2 separate regions of the Sus scrofa genome follow, and region 1 is linked to region 2. A link is a contact called in public HiChIP or PLAC-seq data. All regions are on one chromosome and are shown on one strand. The core of a region is the stretch at or near the end of the contact, and the rest is flanking DNA. Distances in the headings are between cores, read along the strand shown.

The links. HiChIP or PLAC-seq counts read pairs in DNA pulled down with a chosen protein or histone mark.
Region 1: a contact with region 2 is called in an H3K27ac HiChIP or PLAC-seq map of alveolar macrophages. The contact joins the promoter of SUCLG1 here to the promoter of TRABD2A in region 2. A contact is called at or near these places in 2 of 5 promoter capture datasets (fetal skeletal muscle and liver), 1 of 47 Hi-C or Micro-C datasets (liver) and 1 of 2 datasets of contacts at active chromatin or transcription factors (alveolar macrophages).

Annotation. Positions count from the first base shown.
Region 1 is chr3:60,141,188-60,143,887 of Sscrofa11.1, forward strand. SUCLG1 (succinate-CoA ligase alpha subunit) reads left to right here and starts at 1,254. Exons shown (of 9, transcript NM_214409.2): 1 at 1,254-1,346. The coding sequence starts at 1,289.
Region 2 is chr3:59,805,187-59,807,886 of Sscrofa11.1, forward strand. TRABD2A (metalloprotease TIKI1) reads left to right here and starts at 1,284. Exons shown (of 13, transcript XM_021088400.1): 1 at 1,284-1,295; 2 at 1,385-1,678; 3 at 1,773-1,871. The coding sequence starts at 1,284.

The DNA of each region.
Region 1 (2,700 bases), core at 4-2,503, 340 kb after region 2:
TTCAGATTCACTTCTGTAATTTTTCTGGTCTTCACAAAGGAAGGCGGTAAGGAGTTTCCCCCTCTCCATATGGTAGATGGGGAAATGATGAGAGGTCTGCACCTGGGCTTTAGAAGAGACATGGAAGGTTCTGCACAGCATTTTTTTTTTTTTTTTTGTCTTTTTGCCTTTATGTGAGCCACTCCTGCGGCATATGGAGGTTCCCAGGATAGGGGTCTAATCGGAGCTGTAGCTGCCAGCCTACGCCAGAGCCACAGCAATCGGGATCCGAGCCGGGTCTGCAATCTACACCACAGCTCATGGCAACAACGGATCGTTAACCCACTGAGCAAGGGCAGGGACGGAACCGCCACCTCATGGTTCCTAGTCGGATTCGTTAACCACTGCGCCAAGACGGGAACTCCTGCACAGCAATTTTCACCTCCCTTGTTGCAGAAACTGCAAAAACCGTGGCAGTGGAAGGAGACAAACGGCACTCAGAGATACGGAAAAGCAAGGTTTATTCAGCACCAGTGTGGGCTCAGATGAGTCACCTCCAGAGTCTGAGCACCAGGTCTTTGTTCTCAGCAAATTTTATACATTATAAGGTCTTGAATTTCCCATGTAAGCATCCCGGCCCTCCCCCCTTCCACAAGCAGTGTTCCTCCCTAAGAAACTGAGCAAGCAAGGTTACAGAAGCAGAACTGATAAGCAATGCTAGCTACAGGATTAGCAGGGCTGCGGACTTGGACATAGGGCACACAGTTGCTACATTATTACAAGAAAGGTGGTATGAGGCAGAGCCTAGCTGGAAAGGCTTGCAGCTGTCTTTCTAGCCAAGATGGGGGGGGGGGGGTTTCTTAGTTAAAACTCCTATTTCAGCCTCACTGTTTCCTCACTCCTTTTGACAGCCCTCCCCCTTGACTCTCTCCTTTCCCCTTCCCTTCCGTAAGGTCCCCCTAAACCACTAACAAGCTGTAGCCATCGAACTACATTTCCCACAACATCTTGCGCCGTCCAGCTTCAGTGGGGTTTCCCCTGAGCTGCCGTTACAATTAATATAGAATCAAATCCACGTTTCCAGAGAAAAGCCGAGTTATTGTACACGTCTGCATTAGGATGGCTGTTTCTTCTCCACCTTCGGAGGCGGAGTGTATGTAAAGAGGCCTCTGCAGAGAGAAATTTATACCGGCAAATGCTCTGGCCACCCTCTTCCTTCTCGCGCCTCGGCCCCTGCCGATTCCAGGGGGCCTAGGAGTGTCATTGGCGGATGACCGCAGGCCTCGTCGCCGCCCCGGCCGCCGCCACCATGGCCTCTGGCAGCAGCGGCCTTGCCGCCGCCCGCCTCCTCTCGCGCTCCTTCCTCTGTGAGTCCGGTTGGGGCGCTCTTTCCGAGCCTCCGCGGCTTCCCGGCCTCGTTGGACCCGCGCCCCGGTCTAGGCCGGGGCTGGGCCCTCCGGGGCGGGACCTCGGCGGGGGCCCAAATCCGCGACCCTTTGCAATGGAGGGAGCTTTGCTGGATGTTTCGGGTGGGGACATAGAGTTACTGAGCCAGGATTCGGGTCTGGGAGCCCTGCAGACCGGGGAGCACGCCCATGATCCCGCGGTGCTGAGTGGTGGGATGAGGGCTGCATCTAGAATTGTTCTTTTGGAGAGGTGGTCTAGGATGAGCTCAGCTGGAAGGGTGAGTGGGTTGAGAGGTAGGAGTAGGAGATCAGTAGGAAATTGGAGGGTGAAGCTGAGCTTTGTGCGGCGGGTCCTACATCTGTAATTGTCCTTTTCAGTAGATTTTAGGGTGGGTTCTGCACCGGGAGTCCGCACAGCACATAAAACTAGAAGCTTAGGCTGGGACCTTAACCAAGTTATATCTCCACCACGCGGTGTGAATCCTTCAGTTCCTGAAAACTTAATACCCACGCTTGCTGGTAATGCTGACTATTGAAAATTCTTGTTCAAAGTCTCAGTGGTTGTTAGGTAGGTTGTGTAGGAAAAGACTTTGGAATCAGCCACATCAAGTTTGAAGTCTGGCTAGTCTATACGGTCTATGTAGTAACTCAGAGGCATGTTTCTAAATCTGTTTCTCCATTTCTCTTTCAAATCCCAGGAAAATAACACCATATTTTAGTGACCCAGAGATACCATCACTTGTAAGATGCACTGTTGATTTGTCCGCCACTAATGGTGGAAAATGGTTGCTGATTAAAATTGTGACACACCATTGGTTGTCCGTTGCATCCTGATTTAAAGAATGTTAAAAAGTGAAAGAAAATGTGCATCCTAGAAATGAAGTACAGGATGATCTGGGTTCACTATGCAGAAAAAATGAAACACTTTATATAAAGCACTTGGGGTGTAACAGGCACTTAACCAAAGTTTTCTTCTCTTTCTCTTTCTTCTACTTTGCTTGTCATCTTATTGCTGTGCTGAATATTGGATGAGACAATTTACTGAGAATACTGCATTCTAAAAGTGTACGGCTATGACTGTACACTCTATAGCTATGCTTAGCTACCAGATCACTTGAGGCTAAACTTTGGTAAGTAGGAAGAAAGTTTTCTGGAGATTTTTATTATGTAGCTTAAAAAAATAATTGAGGGTGTTGTAGGCAGAAAGAGAAAAGGGATTGGTTATACCCACGTCTTTATCTTCTGGCATCTTGCTTGTTTGAGTTTCTGAATCTTTGCCTCAGAGGTCTGCTGTCTTAGGAGAGTCTAGAGAAGA
Region 2 (2,700 bases), core at 34-2,533:
AAAAAAAAAAAAGGGAAAGAAAATAGGAAAGTTAAAAAGTCAATGATCTAAGTTTCCACCTTCAGAAGCTAGAAAAAGAGCCAAGTAAACCCAAAGAAAGTAGAAAGAAATAATAAAGGTAAAAGCAGAAATCAAAGTAATAGAAAAGATACAATAAGAGAAAATTAATAAGCTCAGTCATGTTTTCCACGTATTATTCCGCCCCCTCTATCCTTTAGCCACAGCTGACTGGGTGAGAATTCATTTAAGTGGGGGAAAGAGTGTGAAATTATAGTCAATTACTTCCTTTTGAGTTCATGCTTGCATCGCACAGAGAATTTTTTTTTTTTTTTGCCAGTAGGTGGCAGCGCTGGCCCCTTGAGAATCCCGACAGGCTGCATTCGGGGGTCCGCTGGGGGACCAATGATTGCCGCAGGCATGAAAAGAATGAGTCATTTCAAGAATGGAGCGAGGCAACACCAGAAAGCAAATCCTCACTCGAATCTACAACAGGAAGAAGAGATTTCAGACACACACACACAGACACACACACACACACACACACAGACACACACACACACACAGACACACACACACACTTTCCTTTTCCCTCCTGAAGCCTTAACACCCACCCCCACCCCCGCCCCCGCCGCTGTGGAAACAAAGCTTGAAAAACGTGCCTTTTAAAACCTGGGCCTTGGAGGCTCAGGAAACCCCTCCTCCCATTGTGTGCAAATCCGAGCCACTCTCTCCCACCCCCTAACCAAAGTTTCCTTCAAATTCCCCAAATTATCGGGATTTAAAACAATTAAGGTACCCTGCCTACGAATGCTCCGTTAAACCCCGCTCGGAGGTTAAACACGCACGAGGCTAGGCTGTAAACGGAGGTGGTGGAGCGAACCCGGGCTTTGGGTGGGGGAGGCCCGGCACAGCTAGTCGCTTTTATCATTTTTTTTTCTTCCTGAAGGGTCCCTGCTGTGAAAAGTCCCTTAGGGAGCTGAATGAGACCTACTGCATTTTGCAGACTTACTCTGCGTCACCCGAGGTGATTTTCCAAAAAGTCATTTAATCTTTGCAGTCAACCTTCGAGTTCGCTGTTAACATCCTTCCAGTTAACTCCCCCAATCCCTTTAAGAGGGCAGCTAATGGAGTGCCTGGCTTCTGTGGTTCCCGATTTTAAGTGAATGCACACACGGACTACTCCCCTCTTTTACTGACAAAATTTCCAATTGTATTAAAAAACTTGCCATTTAAAATAGACGTTCATTTATTTTTTTGGTCTGTCCATCAAGAGTCTTGGCAACATGAACGCAGACGTAAAGACAGTAGCCAGTACGATTTTCCGCAGAATTTAGAAGACTGTCCTGGGGCCCCCCCCCTCTGCCCTTCGGGCCGGCTGACGAAGTGGCCGGTGGCCGGGACAGGGTTTGGGCGGGAGAACCGGTGGCCGGCGTTCCCGCGGCCACCTCAGCGCGGGGCCGACGGGCGGCGGAGGGGTTGGGCGGGGTCGGGTTCGGGGTCGACCCTACGTGGCCGCCGCCGCCGCAGCCGAGGGACTCGCAGGGCCTCCGACCGAAGGCTGCCGGAACTAGCGGGCGAGAGGCGCGGGGCCACTAACAAGCGCCCCCGGCCCCTCGAGGCCCGTGAGCCATGGCGGGCGCCCGGCGAGTCCGCCGCTCCACAGCGAGTGGCTAGCCGGGCCTGGCGGCCACTGCTGCCTACCCTCTTCCTTCTGCTCTCCGGGCTTCGGAACTGCGGAGAGAAGGATGAGCCCCTGAAGCTGGTTCCTGCAGCCCACCCTCTGCCTACTGCCCGCCCTCTGCCTCCTGCCGGCGAGCGCAGCCCCTGCGCTCAGCGCCCCCGCCTACGCCAACTGCGAGCTCAAGCCCCAAGTAAGGAGCGTAGCGGGCGCGGTGGTCTCCCGGCCCCTCTGGGGTGGTTCCTTTCCCAATCCCTCTGAGCACCCGGTGCACTCGGACCCCCAGCCCACTCTGCGGGCTGGGTGCCCACCTCTCTTGGCGGCGCCTCCTGGCTTGCGCCTCCCGCCGCGCCCCCGGATGTCCTTTTCCAGCTGAGTCGCAGCCCTCTGACCACGCGAGACCCTGTCCCCAAGCTCTTGCCGTTCGACAGCCGAAGTGAGTCCCGGGCAGGGTGGCTCGGGTCTCCCCCGCCTCCTTCGCGGGCATTTGGGCGATGAATCCGCGAAGACCGAGTGGGCCCCAGACTCGGGTACATTTACTTTGAGGTTTGTCTGCCGGCTTTCCCCTAGCATTTCATTTCTGCTCTTATCGAAATGCTAATAGCCCCCAGCAGCTGCTTGATTTAACCTTTGTCTATTCAGTGCCTGAGTTAGGAGGAATTTGGGGGAGTTTAAGTTACTCCTCTCGTTTTACTGATATGGGAAACTGAGGCTCAGAGAGGGACTTATATGCTCCAGGTCACAGAGCGCATTCGTAGAGAGACCGAGTCTGACAGCCTAGCGTTCCTGTACTGAGCGCCTCCTTCGATCTTCGCAAAAGCGTTTTGGGGTGAGGAGAGCAGAGGTCCATTGACCTGCCCGGGTCCACCCCGCCCCATGGGAGCAGAAACCGAGAGGAAAACCCGCACGTCTGTTGTCTCCCAGGCTAGACCTCTTTCTAGACGAGCGTTTTCTTTTCCTGATCAGTTTTCTTACGCTCAGAAATTTCTTGCCATTCTTAAGTCCCTCGCTTCTGAGCGCTG